2 separate regions of the Gossypium hirsutum genome follow, and region 1 is linked to region 2. A link is a contact called in public Hi-C data. All regions are on one chromosome and are shown on one strand. Each heading gives the region's core, a stretch centred on a gene start, on an enhancer-like site or on the middle of the called end of the contact. The rest is flanking DNA. Distances are from core to core; before and after follow the strand shown. Region 1 holds the start of LOC107900952 (probable alkaline/neutral invertase F). Region 2 holds the start of LOC107900956 (probable serine/threonine-protein kinase WNK10).

Evidence for each region. A called contact is a pair of places that touch in the nucleus more often than the background predicts.
Region 1: a contact with region 2 is called in a Hi-C map of leaf, with 4 times the contacts expected there. The contact joins the promoter of LOC107900952 here to the promoter of LOC107900956 in region 2. A contact is called at or near these places in 6 of 34 Hi-C or Micro-C datasets (callus and leaf).

The regions. Positions count from the first base shown.
Region 1 is chrD08:49,148,049-49,150,990 of Gossypium_hirsutum_v2.1, forward strand. LOC107900952 (probable alkaline/neutral invertase F) reads right to left here and starts at 1,262. Exons shown (of 5, transcript XR_005916764.1): 1 at 271-1,262.
Region 2 is chrD08:48,886,105-48,888,804 of Gossypium_hirsutum_v2.1, forward strand. LOC107900956 (probable serine/threonine-protein kinase WNK10) reads right to left here and starts at 1,252. Exons shown (of 7, transcript XM_016826758.2): 1 at 502-1,252; 2 at 300-337; 3 at 1-195. The coding sequence starts at 609.

The DNA.
Region 1 (2,942 bases), core at 12-2,511, 260 kb after region 2:
TTAACACCATTCACAAAAACAGAAAATGCCTCAAAATGCTATAGCGAAAGCGAATAGCAGTAAGCAAAATTCTGAAGATAAAATGGATTCTAACAAGCATGGATTTGAAGGCTAAAGAAAGACCGTTGAGAAAACACCTAAGACAAATGAAGCTTCATTGCAAAATAGCCAAACAAAAGAAAATGATAATATAACAAAACAAGGGAGATATCAGGATTTGAAAAATCAAAAGAAAACAAAAATGAAGACAAAGAATTAAACATAATATACCTGATTGTAATTCAAAGCCTCGGCGATAGGATCCATAGCAGCGAGCGTACCGACTGGCTTGCCTTTGTAATATACGTAAGATTTTTGTAGTCCCTCCCACGCTTCTTCCAACATCGCACCGTTTTCTGTACTCCCTAGAGGACTATCGACGGATCTGACCGCAGGCAATAAACTGTCGAGTTCCAAGTTCTCGAGACTCGAACCTACGCTAGGAGACGGCTTCAGTGACATCTGCGCCACGTTTGCATTATTGGATTTGGATATGTTCTCGTTGCTCTGCACTCTCAACGTCTTCATCGGCTTATCAAGTTTGTCAGTCGATTCATTTTCTTCCTCCAATTTGGATGACTCTTCTTTTCCGATTGTGTCTTGAAATATTTCTGTTGATATTTTTGGACTCTCTCGCTGGTTTGATTCTAGAGAAGTCTTTCCATTATCCGTCCATTTTACATTTTCAGTTTGCGAAGCTTCCTCAGGAGATTCAAGAGCTTCTTCCTCTTCATTTTGTGAACACAGGGATTTCTCGGTAATTTTAGACTTCTCAAACATGATAAAATCAAAAGATTTCTCACTCGCGTCGTCAGCTCCTTTCTCCGTGGTAGTCTCCGAAGGTTGTTCTTCGATAGGCGTCACGGTGCACTCTCCTTCGTGTTTAAGAACGATAAAAAAGTCAGCCGATTTCACCTCTTTTTCCGATGAATCTCCAAGTCCTTTCTCACTATCTCCGACTGAAAGAGTAAAATAAAGCGCAGGAACCGCCTCTGCTTCCTTTACATCTTCTAAAAGATCACACGGAGCTCTCAAAGTTGACATTCTTAAAGAAGAGAATCAAATATCAGCAGCACAATTGCACAATATACCTTTCTCAGGTCTTCCTCTTCGTTTCGTAGAAACTGAAACTGCTGGAGAGAATAGTGAGATACGGACAAAGAAAATAATGCAAAAATGGATCAGAGATGGAAGCCTAAAGGGCGTGAGCGATTGGGTACCGAATTGTGGTTCGTTTTGGAGGCTGGAAAAAAAATTTTAAAGTGTGGAAGTTGTTTTAGAATAGGTCTCAATACTTAGTTTATCTACGAAATTGCCCCTCGTCATTTCGTGCCCTGGGTGACAAGTTGGAAGTTCATAATGTACGGGCGTTTTAGAGATTAACAAAATTGTTTGTGAACTTCTTTCAGTTTTTGGTGGCGAGAGGAGTTATCGTGGGACCTTGGAGGCCGTTGGCTTTGGGCGCCAAAGGGAACACAAACAAACCCATAAACTCTTCCATTTTCTAAAAAATTAAAACAGATAAAAATTTTAAAAAATAAATTTATTAAAAAATTATTTTTCGATGAAAGTATAAGATTTTATAAAATTGCATTTAAAAATTCCTAAAATTGTAGAAAATAATTAAAATTTTATAAAAAAAGAATAAAATAAAATTTGAAACCCATGAACTTTAGGGTGGGTTTGGATGGGCGGTGCGTTGACCTGCGGTTAGTGTAAAAACAGCGGTGGAGGTGAGATTAGATACTGTAGCGATACTGTAGCGTGAGAGAAAAAGTAAGCTAAACGCACCGCACCGCACCCAATCGCCCATCCAAACTCACCCTTAGTCACCTTAGATGTTGTTTACAGTTTGAATGTTGCTTATGTCTGGAAACGAAGTGCACTACACACTTGTGCATCACAGATTTGACTGGAACCTCATCTCTATAGAAGTTATAAAATAGCTCTTCATGTGTCTATTAATGCATGGTATGAATGGAAATTGATAAAAATGAGGGATAGAATCGAAAGAGGTCAGTTCACCCATTTTAAGGTCAAAAGTTGGACAGGTAGAGAGAGTCAGGATTATTGCTTAGTGAATTAGGGTTTTGAGTGGAGAGGAATCCCTTTACTAAGTGGTATCTTGGGGTACTTATAGGAGGGGTAAGGGCCTAATGGAGGGTCCAACCAGGTCCAAATTGGGGGATATAACAATAGTCCCCCTCCTAGTCGAGAGATAGGTTAGAAAGTGACCATGCCTCGAGACTATTTGTAGGCCACCCCTGTAGGTAGTAGTTGTTGTAAAAAAAATGGGTGGTAAGTTATAGGGAACGTACCCAAAAATTGTCTTGTACTTTTATGGAGGATACAATTATTGGCCCTACGACTTGGGAATATATGGTGTCTTGTGAGGCTATTGAAATTCATTTGTACCCTTAATAATGCATTGGCAGATGGTGTTTCTATTCATGGTTGGTTCGTTTAAGTTTTCTTTTTGATTTAATGGGTGGTATGCTCATTGGCCCGGCAATCTGAAAATGCATAAAATATACCCGAGCGGTGCAATTGTCAATATAGAGGGATTAAATTTATTCGATGGAGACATGGCATATGTATATTGTGGATGCCATAATTGTACATGTAAAATAGAATAGGTTCAAGCCATCCGTATGTTGGCGTAAGAAATGCATATTATTCATTGGTGTAACAATATAAAATGTAGGGTACAAACTGTTCGTTGGTAATACAAAATTTAATAAATGCATATTATTCATTGGCGTAAGAAATACGTACTATCCGTTGGTGATATAAAACTTAAGCGGTGCAAAATCGTTCATTGATGATATAAAATGCAAGAGGTGTAGATCGTCCACTGATGATATAAAATGGAAGAAATGTAAATCGTTCATTGGTGATATAAA
Region 2 (2,700 bases), core at 2-2,501:
ATCATGTTAACAGTTTTCTTCTTGTCATCCACCCATGAATTGTGCAACTTGATGATGTTTTCATTCTTCAACGATCTCAAGAGATGAACTTCGGAGTACAGTTTTTCCAAATCTTCCGGTGTCCGCAATACATCGTCGATCCTTACTTGGTTCCAAGCGACTTCTATTCCTTCAACTTCATCGAAGGCCCTATAACTGCAGCAGCATTGTAAACAAAAAAGCCTGAGGTTAAACACTAAACAATCATTCAAACACCATCCATATTGTTGGCAAGACCGGAGGAGATTAAAGAACCATACACTGTCTTAAATGCACCCTTGCCCAACACTTCATCAAACTGTAATACAAAAATAAAAATGAAACATTAGATATCCTGCTAGCTTGTCTCAAATATGAAACATTTTATATTAAAAGAGAGAGAAAGAGAGAGAGACAGAGAGAGAGAGAGAAAGTACTACATTTGTGAATACAATAGAAAATGGTAAAAAAATAGACCCATACCCGAATGTAACGACCCGTTGGGTCTCTTTCTACGAAACCTGGTTCTACTTCAGAAGTATAATGCATTCCATTATTGGCTGGCATTTCCAAACCTAACCCAGAATCCATTACTGCTAAGAACCAAATAGCTACCAGAAAAAAAAAATAAAGACAATTTATGTTTTCCAAAATTTTCAAAAGGATTCACTTTTTTCCCCTTAAAAAAGTGTAAGAAGGAAGGTAACGACAACGTTGTTGTTGTTGATGGTGGTGGTAGTGGTGGCGGTGATGATGGTCAGAGAAGGTTTCAGAGGCAATGCAGAAAGAATCGAATGCCGACCGAGGGCGGAACCGGCATTCGATTAGGGCAACAACGACGTCGTTTCGAGGCAATGAACCGCGTTTACAATTCATAACCCCAAGTACCTTGTGCAGCAATCCCCTCATTTCTTTACACCAAACCCATCTTCTCCAATTCCATTTCCTTTTTTTTCAAATGTCAAGACAAATTCTCTTCCAACAATAAAAATAAAGAAGCCGAAACCAAAGCAATTTGTTCCTTTTTTTTTCCAGACAGATGTGGAAGGAAAAGAAAAGAAAAAGTAAAGAAATGGGGATTGATTGTTGCTAAAAGGGGAAAAAGAAAAGCCGTTGAGACATTAAAGACTTGTTATGAATTATGAGATTCTGAAAATATCCGAAAATGAAGCTTTGACCAAACACTTGTAGGGGTTTAAATTTCTACGGAAAGCTTCAAGATATCTTTTTTCTTTGTCTGGTCTAACGCCGTTATTACTTCAATTTTTATTATCAAAAGTGACCAAAGTTGACGTTTCGCCGCGCCGCTTATTCTATTTTTTTTTTTGTTTGGTTTTTCTCTTTAATGGGTAACTGCAACGGCTTCGAGTTTGACTTGTGATAGCACCGCACCGTTCTAAAAGCGATCTATTTTAAACGTTCGTGGGCCGTTGACTGTGGCCCGTGGGTATGAATGGTGGTCTCTATAAGATTGAGAATTTTAGATTATACTGTGCTTAATAAATTATTTGACCAACTTTAAAAAAATCAATTTAGTCTTCATTTAATTTTTTTAGCATTTGAATTTATATGATTTGTCCAAATGAATGAAAAATTAATATTTGCTTACTTTGTTAATATTGTATCTACATAACAATCCATGTGAATATCACATCAATAATTAATTATTTTTATAAAAATTTAAAAAATAATTTTTATTTTTAATATTTTTATGATTAATTAATTGTTGAAGTGACATACATGTGAATGCCATATCAACAAAATTAAGAGTGTGCAAATTTCGCGTAAAACCAAATTAATTCGATCGGGTTCAGTTAATAATTTTTTAGAACTTCGGTTAACGGTTAATTCAATTCGAAATCGATTAATTAATCGAAAATTTATATTTTTATATACATTTTACATCTATTAAATTTGGTTAATTCGGTTAATTATATATATATATTTTATACTTGTTTTAACCAAAAAATAAAAAAATATAAATTTCGGTTTGGTTAACCGATCGAATTAACCAAAAAAGTTCAGTTCGGTTAATTTTTTTTGAAAAATTTCGGTTCAGTTAACAGTTATGGGTTTAAGAAGGTTAGTTAATTTGGTTAATGGTAGTTCGGATCGGTTAACCGATTGAACACCCCTAAATAAGATTAAGAAACGTTAAATTTTCCATCAATTTTGGAGTGATTTGACAAATAACACATGTTCAAAAACTAAAAAACTAAAAGAGGCGAACAATTAAATTAATGGCTAAAATGATTTTTTTTTTGTAAAATTGGAAGGCCAAATAAGTCATTATGCCATTAGAGTATAAAACATTAAGAAAAAGAAAGTATTTATTATATTGCCAATGGATTTTTTAGACTCTAAAAGCAAGACTAATGTGATGACAAATGTCTTGTAAGGTATAGTAAAATATTTGAAAAAAATAAATATATGAGAAAAAGATACATGATATTTTTTAAGATTATTTATGAAAAAAAATATACTATCAATGAGGGGTGAGCGTTCAATCAAATCGAATCGAATCGAATGAAAATTTTTTTGAGTTAATCGAGTTGACGAATCCTATTTTATCATCCTAACTCCATTTGAAATTTTTTCGAATCGAGTCGAGTGAGATGAAATTCGAATTGAATATATTTGTTCGGGTTAAATTAAAAAAATATTTTAGGTCCTTGTAATCAT